Regions from separate parts of the Zea mays genome. Here region 1 is linked to region 2. Evidence: chromatin contacts called from public Hi-C data. All regions are on one chromosome and are shown on one strand. The core of a region is the stretch at or near the end of the contact, and the rest is flanking DNA. Distances in the headings are between cores, read along the strand shown. Region 1 holds the start of LOC103653937 (ubiquitin carboxyl-terminal hydrolase 21). Region 2 holds the start of LOC103653935 (protein PHOTOPERIOD-INDEPENDENT EARLY FLOWERING 1).

Region 1 (6,323 bases), core at 3,145-5,644, 320 kb after region 2:
TCAATGTTTATAGCTAAGGAATCCCATATAGAATCGAGTGATTTTATTGCATAGTGGCGATAGTGCCTACTCCCCCTCTATTGTGAGCTTAGGGGAAGCTTCTGAATTACGCTGATTAGTAGTGCAAAGTAGCATCTTTGCTCGTCCTGCTGTTGCTGGTCAGAGTTAGCTGATTTCATATATAATTGAAGATTATCTGAAGGCTGATATCCCGAGCGCCTTCTTTTGCTGGGGATTAAGTTAAAAACCTTTTGAGCTCAGTGTTCCTTCCTTGGGAACAAAATGCCAAGTTTATCTCCTTTAGAGGCAATAATTAGTGGCTTTATTCTTTTTGGCTTCAGGGTTGTAGCACCGAGGAGGGGCCCATTGGGACAGCACAATCGATGCTAACTGAAAATGGGGCTGATGCCCCTGCATCTGACAATATGGTTCTGCGGAAACTCCTTGTAAGTTACATGTAAATTTATTGTGTTTGTGCTGCTAAGTGCTAATGTAAGCTTACCATTGTGTTACTTCTACTCGTGAACAGCGCGTACCGAGATACTTTGATCCTAGGAAACACTGTTGGAGACTTGTTTTAATTGTAGCGAGGAAGGGCATGTAGCTGCAAACTGTCCATTGGAAAAGCGAAAGAAGCCTTGCTTTGTTTGTGGGTTGTTTGGGCACAATGCAAAGCAGTGCACGCAGGTTGGTCCCCTTATCTCTGAGGGATTATCACTCGGTGACTTGGGTATGCCCATCATGCCCTTGACTAGCTCAAACAATTTAGTTTTTGTTGTTTGAGTGTAATGTTTCTGTTTAGGATGATAGTTCAACTCTTTTAATTTTAATATGTTTCACCTTGTTTAGTTTGCAATTTAACAATCATGCAAATGTACTTTGCTCATGCTGTGATGTCTTCAAGAAATATATGTTAAGCTTGTTACTTGGAACAGTCATAATATCTGTGTTGAATTGTTAAGCGGACCCGTAGTAAGGATTCTCAGTTGCTTCCAAAGATACTGACACTGCAGGTAAGTAGCATAGTTTGATCTAATCTGTAGTACTGTAATCGCTCTCCATATTTCTTCACCTGTATTTTCCGAAATTTTGATTCTGGATTGGCAAAATGCTGCCATCATGAGAGGTATGCTTGACATGGTCAGAAGGCCTGCCTGTTGTCTTCAGTGTCTCTAATCTTCTCGTGTATGGTCCTGGCATGAGTTGGTAATGCATATTGGCTTTTTTTACTCTCTATGACTATGATACAACGATACATAGCTCTCCTGCATGTTCGAAAAAATATTGACATCTGTTTAGTTTAAAGAAGAATGGCATTGTCATATCGTATTTGCTCTTGGTTAAGATATTTTCCAAATTGTATTCTGTTTTGACTCAATTTATACAATTGTTTTTCTTCTGAACTTCCATTGTTGAACTATGGCATTTGCAGAATCAGCTTGCTGGCTTACAGCCCAATGGCAATGGGTATACTTTCAGGAAAGTATCACTTATCTGATAACTGTGGTCCACCAGATGCAAGAATGAATCTTTTCAAAGGTACTATGTTCTGAAATTTTTAAAAGGTTTATACTCTAGTTCCAATCCTCTCTTTCATTTTAGTTTGGTTCCACTGACGTTAGCGCTCATCCTCCTTTGTAGGGAGATACTCTGAAAGTGAATCCCGGTACAAACTGCATTTGTAATGAGACTTTTATTATGACTATATATGAGATATTGTCTCTTATTAGTACTGGATGATGAGATGTGTCTTATTATGACTATGGATGAGACTTTTGTGATGTAATTGATGAGACTATGGATGAGACTTTTATGATGTAATTGATGAGACTATGGATGAGACTTTTGTGATGTAATTGATGAGACTATGGATTTAAATATTGTTATGTGATTGTGTGTGAGATGTTTTATGAGAAAATATGTTGTGCTATATAGCTGTTGATATATTTGTTATGTTGTGGAATGTGGTGTAAAATAAAAATAAACAACATTTGTAATGTTGATCAAATTAACTTCCTAAAGGCTTATTAAGCCGTAGGAAGTTAGCCAGCTAACTTCCTAGGGGCTACAGTCAGCCGTAGGAAGTTAGTCAGCTGACGGCGTGAAGCTACTAACTTTCGAGAATCTACTAACTTCCGAGAGGCTTTTTTGGCTGTAGGAAGTTAGCTAACTTCCTAGAGGCCTCTAGGAAGTTAAGCTAACTTCCGACAAAAAAATTCCGAGAGCCAAACTTCCGACGGGATGGCTTAACTTCCGAGAGTTTAGCTAACTTCCTAGAGTTTAGGCCTAACTTCCTAGAGTTTAGGCTCTAGTAAGTTTACTATTTTGGTGTAGTGTGTGCCCTGGTCTGGCGCACCGTACTGTCCGGTGCACCACCGGACAGTGTTCGGTGCACCAGAGAACCCAACTCCGAACTTGCCACTTTCGGAAATTCCGGGAGCCGCTTCGCTATAATTCACTGCACTGCTCGGTGTAGCACCGGACTGTCTGGTGCACCAGAGGAGTAACGGCTACACAACGCCAACGGTCGTCTGCAACGAGCAGTTAATGCGCTACAGTACGCGCAGAAGTCAGAGCAGAGCCAGAAGGCGCACCGGACAGTGAACAGTGACTGTCCGGTGCACCACTGGACTGTCCGGTGGCCCAGCTGTCAGAAGCTCCAACGGTCAGAACCCAACGACCGGGTGACGTGGCTGGCGCACCGGATAGTGTCCGATGGCGCACCGGACTGTCCGGTGTGCCATGCGACAACAGCCTCCATCAACGACTCCTTTGGTGGCTGGGGCTATAAATACCCCCAACCACCCACCATTCATTGCATCCAAGTTTTCAACATTCACACCTCATACAAGAGCTATAGCATTCAATACAAAGACACAAACAAGAGATCAAATCCTCTCCCAAGTCCAAAGATCATTTCAATCAAATAGTGACTAGTGAGAGAGACAATTGTGTTCTTTTGAGCTCTTGCGCTTGGATTGCTTTTCTTCTTCATTCTTTCTTGATTCCAACTCAATTGTAACCAAGGCAAGAGACAACAATTGTGTGGTGGTCCTTGTGGGGACTTAGTGTCCCGTTTGATTGAGAAGAGAAGCTCACTCGGTCTAGGTGACCGTTTGAGAGAGGGAAAGGGTTGAAAGAGACCCGGTCTTTTGTGACCACCTGAACAGGGAGTAGGTTTGCAAGAACCGAACCTCGGTAAAACAAATCACCGTGTCATCCACCTTATTTGCTTGTGATTTGTTTTTCACCCTTTCTTTCGGACTCGTTTATATTTCTAAAGCTAACCCCGACTTGTAGTTGTGCTTAAATTTTGTAAATTTCAGATTCGCTCTATTCACCCCCTCTCTAGGCGACTTTCAGGCTGGCGCGCGGAGACCGTTGCGGCCAGCCTTACACAATAGCTCCTGTAGGGGCTACATTTGCCCGCCAAGTGCTGCAGCGCTTGCGCCTAAAACCTCCCCTACTGGCTACAATCAAAGAGGATTGCACAGTGCTACACCAGATTTTGGGGAGCGGCCGCCGGCCCCCTGCCCTCGAACGTAGTGCACGATAGTGATTTTGAGTAGAAGGAAAAATTGGTAAAAGGTGATGAATAGTAATGTAAAATAATATTTTATAGATATAGTGAGGTATATGACAAAATTTAGAGAAGGAAAGTAGAATAAAAGAGAGTATAATTTTGATGACGTGACATAAAAGTGAGATATATAATTTTTTTAGAGATAACCGATATATGAAGTTAAATAGCGGCCTGCAGGGTCTGACTTTGACCCACAACTCCACAAGGCCACAATTAGGGATGGCAACGGGGAATTCCCCGTCGGGTTTTAGCTCCCCAAACCCGTCCCCGCGACAAAAAAATTTCCCCGCGGGGATCCCCACGAACGCTTACGGGGGACATTTCTTCCCCATCCCCGTTCCCCACGGGGATAAATCCCCGTCGGGGATCCCCATCCCCGCTTAAATTATAATTAAATCGTACTTCATTTGTTATTAATGTAAAATATTGTCACTTATACACATTGTTAGATGTAAAATTCATTATGTGCACATTAAAATCAATGTATTTGTACAACGGGTGATCTCTTAACAAGGTAATTCTTTACTTTTATCATTAACTATTACATGAAAACATTGTCACATGTAAGTTTAACGGGTCCCCGCGGGGAACGGGGATGGGGAATGCTTCCCCATCCCCGTCCCCGTTTACCCATCGGGGGAGAACTTTTCCCCATTTACATCCCCGTGGGGGAAGAAACTTCCCCATCCCCATCCCCTAATAGAGGAATTCCCCGCGGGGAATCGGGGATCGGGTCCCCATTGCCATCTCTAGCCACAATCCTGTTCCACACTTCAATCCTGTTCCACACTTCCACTTCCACGCACAGGCTCCGTGGCAAAAAGATCGCGCGCGCAAGTAGCCACGACCCCACGGCCGCGAGCGGGAAACGCGAAATCCACTACATTGCGGGTTGCCGCCTTCGTCCCATTTTGTAGTCGATACCATCTCCCTCCGGCGCGGCAGTGTCATCGGTTAATCGAAACGCGCCGCGCGCCCGCCTTCGTTTCAAACGCGAAATTTTCCGCCATCCCCAAAAAATTTCCCTTGCCTTTGCCTCCGCCCAACTAACAAATCGCCTTCTATTTTGCTTGCCTGCCTGCCGCCCAAACCAACCTTCCTCTCCCCCGGAATCCCAGAAATTTCCGCCCACACCAACCGGCACCTATTCCGTGGGCGCGAAACCCTAATCGGCGCCCGCCTCCATCTCCATGGCGGAGCAGGACGACGCCGCGGGGCAGAGCCCGCTCGACTCCGTTCCGGTAAGACCCGTTACCTTTTGCTTGGGTTGGGTTGAATTCTCCGAGTTTCAGACCCCGCTTGATGCGGAAGCTTGCGAGGTACGCTTGGGCATCAGGCGTGGAGCCTCAGGGTTTACCAAAGGGTGTGGTTTTTCTCGGGCGATTGACTTGCAGTATGATACTTGCGTCAGGGATTTGCAGTGGTTTTAGCTCGGATCTCGTTAATTCGGGTCCTGAGGAGTTTATGCTGGTGGACCCGTTAATTCGTGACCGGCGCCTCAGTTGCTGCTAGCTGCAGGAGCGATCGCTACTAACACTTCTAATATAGAAAGAGGGTAGTAATGCGGTTGTCGTTTTCTTTGTTCGATTCGTTTTTTTTCAATTATTAATGCAACGGTCAACCTATGTCAAAGCAAAATTAGAATGGTTATAGTTCTGATCTGCGTTCGCTCTGAACCGCTTTGCACGATTTGCTGTGAACGGGGAATGTGTATACTAGAAAACAATAGCTGAAATTTTCTACCATTATGAAGATATATTAACATGATCACTTCTGTTAGAGGGGTGCTGCTCAAAACATATTAACATTATTTGTCTGAATCTTCCTTACATCAAGTCATTTTTATTGCTTGTCTTTGTTCAATAGATCGACGAAACTTGTGATGCTGAAGATATGCATTCTCCTTTGTCCTTTTCTTACAGAAGTCAGCCTAAATCTGTGGTATGTAATATCTTCTGTGCTAAGTTCTATACATTGTAGACATCCTTAAGGAGTGATCACAAGTCTATCATGTTGTAAAATTCACCCATGTGCAGGGAGCTGGTCTTAGCAATATGGGGAACACATGCTTCCTGAACGCAACTCTTCAGTGCATCACTCACACTGTACCGCTTTTTCTCAAGCTTCGCTCAACTGATCATTCCACCCCATGCTCATGTATGGATAATTCGTACAACTAATCATTGTTCGAAATATGTTTTTTTCACACATTCTGATGATCTGGACTGCCGTTAACCTGCAGATAATAAGGATGGGTTTTGTTCTTTCTGTGCCCTTAAAGAACATGTTGATGAATCAATTCAAAGGTCTGGATCTGTTATAGCACCAGCAAAGTTCAGAGATAATTTAAGAAGTATCCTTTCATGTTGAACTTTTGCTGAGTCTGTTCAATTTTCAACATTATAACTGCTGTTTGCATATATGTTTTCCTGTTAATTCATGTCCTTCCACCCCCTTTTGGCATTCAGTTCACCTTACTCTTCACTTAATTATTGTGCTACTGCATCCTTCTCAATTGTTGCCAGCCTGCTATAGTCCAATGTGACATGAGATTTCTTAACAATATTTTCTAGAGTTATCTTCGGATTTTTGGCCAGGACAGCAAGAAGATGCACATGAATTTCTACGTTGCTTGCTTGATAACTTGCACAAGTGTACTCTTGATCCCATGTCAAAGGGCAAGGGCTCATCCTTTGACGAAGAAAGTATAGTCAACGAGATTTTTGGAGGACAACTGAAA
Region 2 (6,524 bases), core at 1,164-3,663:
CGATGTTATTCAAATAAAATAGAAATGTTTCTTTAGATATTCTATTGCAATATATATTACTGTAACTTGCCGATTGTTATTACTGATTTTTAATAAAAACATACATTACACTGCTTTAGATTTGGCACAGGGCCTCAAATTTCTCTGGCCCGGCCCTGGTTGAACACTTGAACTTGTGTTATTGTGGATTTGTGGTAGTGTGGTTATGGACATGTTACATTATTATGTGAAATTATGTTATATTCATATTTTGTCCATGTTGTTTAAAAAGACGTTTTAAAGCTCGCTTAAACATTTTAAAGTTAAAAAGTTCTCATGAGCGCTTCAGCGTTTTATCGCTTTAATAACCTTGACAACTACACATGAGGAAGGAGACATTAATTTAGAAGGTCAAGTAGTGCCTAGAAAGGATACCTTTCAGTATTTACTATTTAAGATCAATGCTACAAAGAGAGACAGGGATATTGATGAAGATGTTAGCCATAGAATCGAAGCAGTGTGGATGGTAGTGTCAAGCATCTGGCATTCTGTGTAACAAGAGGGTACCACAGAAGCTAAAAGGCAAATTTTATAGTACGGTGATTAGACTTGCTATGTTGTATAATGCAGAATGTTGGCCTACAAAAAGACATCATGTTCAACACGTAAGTGTTGCGGAAATGTGTATATTATGTTGGATGTGTAGCCATACAAGACGGGGTCGAGTCATGAACAATGAGATATGCGATAAGTTAAGGGTATCACCAATTGAAGAAAAGCTTGTCTAACACCGATTGAGATAGTTTAGACATGTCCAATATAGACCTTCAAAGACAGTAGTATGTAGTGGGATTGTAAGGCACGATAGCAATGGGAAGAGATACAATGGTGACATGTGAAGAGACAGTAAAACAAGATTTAAAATAATAGAATATACCCAAAGATTTAGCCTTCAATAGAAGTGCATGGAAAACAGCTATCTATATGTCTGAACCTTGACTTGTAGTTTCTGTTGCGTTTCAACTCTAGCCTAGCCCAACTTGCTTGGGACTAAAAGGTTTTGTTGTTGTGACAGAACTAGTCAAATGTACTGATGTTATGTTCGCCTAAAATCATGCATTGTAGCCACATTAGCATTGTTCAAACTCCAAATGCCTACAGCATTGCAATCACACACAAGGGGACCTCAAAACCCAAACATTGCAAACTTCAATCCCCATATGCAAACCCATCTGGAATGGATAATAGAACCCCAAGGTAGAGCAGCAGAGATAAACAGCCACGGGGAGGAGCTCCAGTCTACAGCCAGCAGCTGACATCACGTGGGTTGTGGAGGTTCACTTGCCCAAAGGCTTGGGAAATAAAGCAAATCACGTGCACTGCACAAGCAGTCTGGACGGGCTGGGAAGAAGAAAAAAGATTTCAAGGATTGCCATAAGGAAGGGAAAGTGACTATTCAAAGCAAAATTGGAAATCCGACCAAGCAAGTTAGGGGCCCTATAGCCCAAACAAGAAGCATCTCAAGTCCGATGGATCAGATCTCCACTCCACGTCATGACGTCCAGCAGTGGTGGTCCCAGAAATGGAGCTAAGTATGGCAGTCTAAGAGTCCAGCTAGGTTGAAATTAAAGCATTAAACTATGTACCAGTCAAAGTACCAACCTGCAGGTCCCGCGGCGGGATCTGGCAGCCGCTATACCGGAGGCAGCACGCACTGCCGAAGTGGCGGGCACCGTCCGGCGGCGCTGCCGCGCGTTGGGACGGGCAGATCACTTCGGTTCGGTGGTGGTCGGCGCCGAACTCGCGTTGGGGCCGCACAACCCACTACAGGTGGACGTGCAGCCCTGGACGAGATGCACTGGCGGCGGCGCGTGGTTGCACCGGCGCCAGCGGCCGGAGCGCGGGAGCAAGGAGGCTAGGGTTTAGGCCTTTTAGGATGAATGGGGAACACGGAGGAGGAGGTGAGTCGCGACTGCGAGGGGGGCATCGAAGCGACGCGACGGGCGGACGAGCGCCGGGGCCTCGGGGGACAGAGTCGCAGGACGCATCGGGGAGGATGGGAGATTGGCTGAGGAGTGAGGACCAGGAAGGATGGGCCGGGTATTACCTGGGGCTAATGGACCGGACCAGCTTGTTGGCGATTCTCGGATGGAGCACAGGCGTGCCGGAAGTGAAACAGTGCCACATGGGCTGCGTCAAGAGGACCAGAGGCCCAGGAAGCAAAGCACAAGATCTTTTGGACCCGAATAGGTGAATTAGTTGCTCGTATTTACATTTACACTAGTGTATGAAGCGCGCACATGCGCGCATGGCAAACCGTTTAGCGTTATTGTATAATATCTGATGATTATATGATTGACAGTAAGTAAATTAGGATATAAGAGTAAAGACAAAGGAAACCAGGATCAATGTATAAAAGAGTTGCACATTGTGCAGAGGTGATAATTATAGCAGGTATGGTAGTTGCATAGTCAACCGACTTGTTCGTAGGTTTGTACAAACTTATATATTACATCATTAGCGGTTCGATGACTAGAGATATGTTAAATATATACAACGCCGCTAAAGTTTTAGCAGTTTGGTTATATATACACAAAAGCATTCATGCTCCAAAAGTCATGATTCGCCCAAAAGTGACTATTCTCGTCATAGTACCTGTGCAAAAAAAAAGGTTAGCGTCAGTTGTTAAAGAGTCTTTAAGCTGTTAAAGAGTCTTTAAGTTGTTGTGTCTTTTTTGTATGGCTAGGAGAAGAATACTTTGATTATATTGATTAGAAATTATGTATACAACAGGAGAGTAGATGATGTAATACCTTCATGAGAACATCATCAGATCGTTGATGATCTAATGATTAAGGTTGTCAGGGTATGTAGAACCTAGCTGTGTACTCTTGATCCTACATGTTTGTTAGCGTTAGTATAAATCAGGATTGATACCTGCAGAATTTAAATAGTGTTTATGATTTGGCTTCAATTTTTTTGTAGATACATACTTCTTAGGAGGTGATGCGAGGCTGTCTTCATTGAGCTCAGCTGAAACCTGTTCATCAACCTGTAAATAAGTGGATAAGAATTGTTAAGTAATATTGTCTGTATAAAATAAAAGTGAAGAAATCTTTTTTGGGGGCCTTTTTGGCAATGTTTTTCAAACTATTATTGTATGGCATACTTTGCCTTTCTTATTTTATGGTATTGCCATACAACATTGTCAAAAAGGCCATACAACATGTGTAGGTGATTACGGAAAATAACCTTTTCTATTTTCAGGGCTAAGAAGTGTCAAGTAACCTTTCAAAAAAATAAGTGTCAGCATGAAACTGTCTTTCTTATTATATGGCGTATTTTGTCATAACCTATTTCAGTCGTACATCACTAAACTGACATGGAATAACATACATATATTTGATAGTTAAAAAAGGGAAAAGATTGCCATAGGTTAAGAAACACAGGATATTAATTTGCATATATTGGTGGGTCACACAGTTGCTTTGGAATCATATAGTGTACTAAACAGATTTAGCGAACGGATCACTGAGTCCATTTTGGTCTATTTGATGATTATCTATCAAAGTCACCCATATGTTTGGTAATATTCTTTAAGGCTGATGCATCGCAACTCTGAGTTATCATACAAAGTATTATACAAAGTCTAGATGAATTACCAATAAACAGTGTACTGGACTCCTATTGATAGTGACCACTCATATGATGACATCAAACAAAAAACACCATAGCTATATGTCTGCTTTGTGTGGGCAGTGATATTGCCGTGAGTATTTTTGGATTATATTCGAGTTGAATGTACCAGTACTAGAGTTAATTTGCTTTAATTCAAAACACCGTTCCGGTTGGAATTTCGTTATCCGTGTTCTTTGATTGTTGTTCCTCTATTTCTTTATTTTTTGGCATTGGCTGGTGGCGGTTCCTTTTTTTTTGCATTGGCTGTTGTGGTTCTGGTCAGACTGTTGGTCTAGATTCTTGGCTTTGTGTGATCGGAAGCATATTTCTTTGTGTGGTCGGAAACATACTATCGCGCTTGCAACCTCATTTCGTGGCATTCGCTGAGGGGGGTGACGGACTGGGGCTTTCAGCGGCCCAGTCGTCTGCCTATTTGTTACATGGCCAAGATCAAGGTATTTGTTGAGCTGCAACAATTCTGGAGAGCATGATAGAACATGGGGAGACTAATAAATGTAAAATAGAGATGAAGGTCACATCAAAAATATTTGGCAACAATTCTGGAGAGTATGATAGAACACGGGGAGACTAATAAATGTAAAATAGAGATGAAGGTCACATCAAAAATATTTGTAATAATTTTTTAGAATGTAGTCCCACATTCATGAATGATTGTGTTGAGTCCAAGTAGCAAGATAAGATAAGAAAAGCTATCTTGAAAGTTCAGGTAGCAAGATAAGATAAGACAAGAAAAGTTGTGTTTAAAATACTTCCTGTTGTGTTATACCTTTTGAAACTAAATGGCGGTGGATATAAAGCACTGGATTTATTTTGCAGACTTAGATAAATTGGTCCTAATTCATGTATAATTACACAAGCATATTTTTAAAGTATTTAGTGTTTCTTGGAAACCAAATTTATAGCAGGAAGCATGTGCATATAAATAACAGATGGAACTAAACTATTTTTAGAAGAGGATATCCTCCCATCCTGAGGAGATATTCCTTTATTCAGCATTGGTAACTAAAATAGAAGTGTTGCCAGGGTGATTGGCCATTAGGATCTAGTCCTGTTTTCTAGTTTGTTTTTTCTTACTAAGGATCCAGCTATGTTACAATGTTATGTTAGTGGCAGATATGGATAGAGTATGGATAGAGAAAGTAGAAACTCGCTTTCTTTCGAAGGCGAGGTTAAGAAGAAGGTAGGGCAATTTCTTCGATCCAAATCTTATGAACAGATTCATTCATTTCAAATTAAGAATCATATGCAACCTCAAAGATATGTATTAAGCAAGAGTGGATTGTAACATGTGTTTTTATTGCAATAAGAATAGACAATTGTTTTAGTGTAAGAACATATGTAATCCTAATGCTTAAACATGTTTTATTTGAGAGTTTGTAGGAATATGTGCAATTCAAATGTATGAAAATAACATACTTACATTTGTGTCCTGTAGCATCTCAGAATACGTAAGTCTGCGTCGTGGCTGCCAAAATACAGTTGATGAGTTCATATAGGTATATATAAGTTGATACAGAATAATTGTAGTTAATATTAAGAAATATCTTACCACACTTTCTTGTTTGGTAGATGTGGATAGTTTGGCAATCGATGTTGCTGGAGATTCTTGTGTGGTTGTGACATCAATTATGTTGTCTTGTGTTAACATCTGTTGTTGGGAAAGGTTTTGTGTGGCACATGGTATCGATGCTTGTCTTCCATGACTTGTTAGGACAGAAAGGATAGAAAAGACTCGATTTGTGACAGAGAATGCAGACATGTTGATGGTAACAACAAATGTGAATTTGAGGGAGATAATGGCAGCTAGGTCTGGAGGAGGACCACGAGAAACATCTGATGTGCTAAAAAGGGTTTGACAAGATTTTCCTACTATTCGTTTAGCTATACTATCAAAGCAAAAGAATTCTGCTTCGGATGTTCCATCAGTGGCAATGAAGTTGAGTTTATATCTGTGAGCTAGGAATTGTTAGTGTTGTATAGCAGTTATTAGATAACTAAGTCTACACGCAAAATTATAACTGGTTTGGTGTCTGTGCATACGGTTACCTGAACCCAGTTTCTGTCCCATTGCACGATGTGCATTGGTACCCAGTAGATGTCTGGGATGAAGACTTGTTGCACTTGATACAGGATGGGAACCACCATCTACCATCTTGTACGAGGCGTGATATAGTGACGGTGCATTTGAAACCGTGTTCCTGCATTTTGGAAAAGAAGTCTGCTGTCAATAATTATATTGCACTTTATATACTGATGAAATATAATAATAGAGAAATATGTGGTTATTACAGGGAACATATCCGGATCTAGCTGAAGTAGTTCTTCAATGGTCTTGTCTTCGATGTTGAGTGTTTGAGAAGCCTGCAATTCTTTCTCAGTTGCTTGAGGGCGTATCATTTGAAGCTTAGTGTTTAGCAACCTTTAAAGGATATAGTAAGAATGATGAGATATTATCAAAGAATTGTGTAATTAGGAAGGAAAGTAAACATTTATGTTTTTATTTACGAATTGTGTAGAAATTTGTTGTTGTAATGGTATTGAATGGATTAGAGAAGCATTGTTATTTTTCTTGGAATAATGTAGCAGCAAAGTGTGTATTGTCTATAAAAGATGAAAGAAAAATTAAGATAATTCTGAAATGTACACCAGTTTTAAAATATGTACTGAGAAGAGACAGAGTTTGAAGAATTGTCTAGAAAATTGTGGTAGTAAATAATGGAGTTTTATAACAAAAGAGAATGGCTTTGGCAAAATTAACTAGGTTGTAGTACACATTACTTGTTTTATACTATGTTACCAGCCTTTTTTTATAAAAGGTTTGTGAAACTAAATGTAAAGATAAATAA

The links. Hi-C and Micro-C count contacts between places; a contact is called where the count stands out from the background.
Region 1: a contact with region 2 is called in a Hi-C map of tassel, with 2.3 times the contacts expected there. The contact joins the promoter of LOC103653937 here to the promoter of LOC103653935 in region 2. A contact is called at or near these places in 2 of 25 Hi-C or Micro-C datasets (ear and tassel).

Annotation. Positions count from the first base shown.
Region 1 is chr4:162,801,010-162,807,332 of Zm-B73-REFERENCE-NAM-5.0, forward strand. LOC103653937 (ubiquitin carboxyl-terminal hydrolase 21) reads left to right here and starts at 4,395. Exons shown (of 9, transcript XM_008680747.4): 1 at 4,395-4,824; 2 at 5,450-5,524; 3 at 5,620-5,740; 4 at 5,826-5,936; 5 at 6,157-6,323. The coding sequence starts at 4,774.
Region 2 is chr4:162,482,920-162,489,443 of Zm-B73-REFERENCE-NAM-5.0, forward strand. LOC103653935 (protein PHOTOPERIOD-INDEPENDENT EARLY FLOWERING 1) reads right to left here and starts at 2,414. Exons shown (of 21, transcript XM_035967370.1): 1 at 1,642-2,414. LOC109945572 (a long non-coding RNA gene) reads right to left here. Exons shown (of 3, transcript XR_002268813.1): 3 at 6,045-6,097.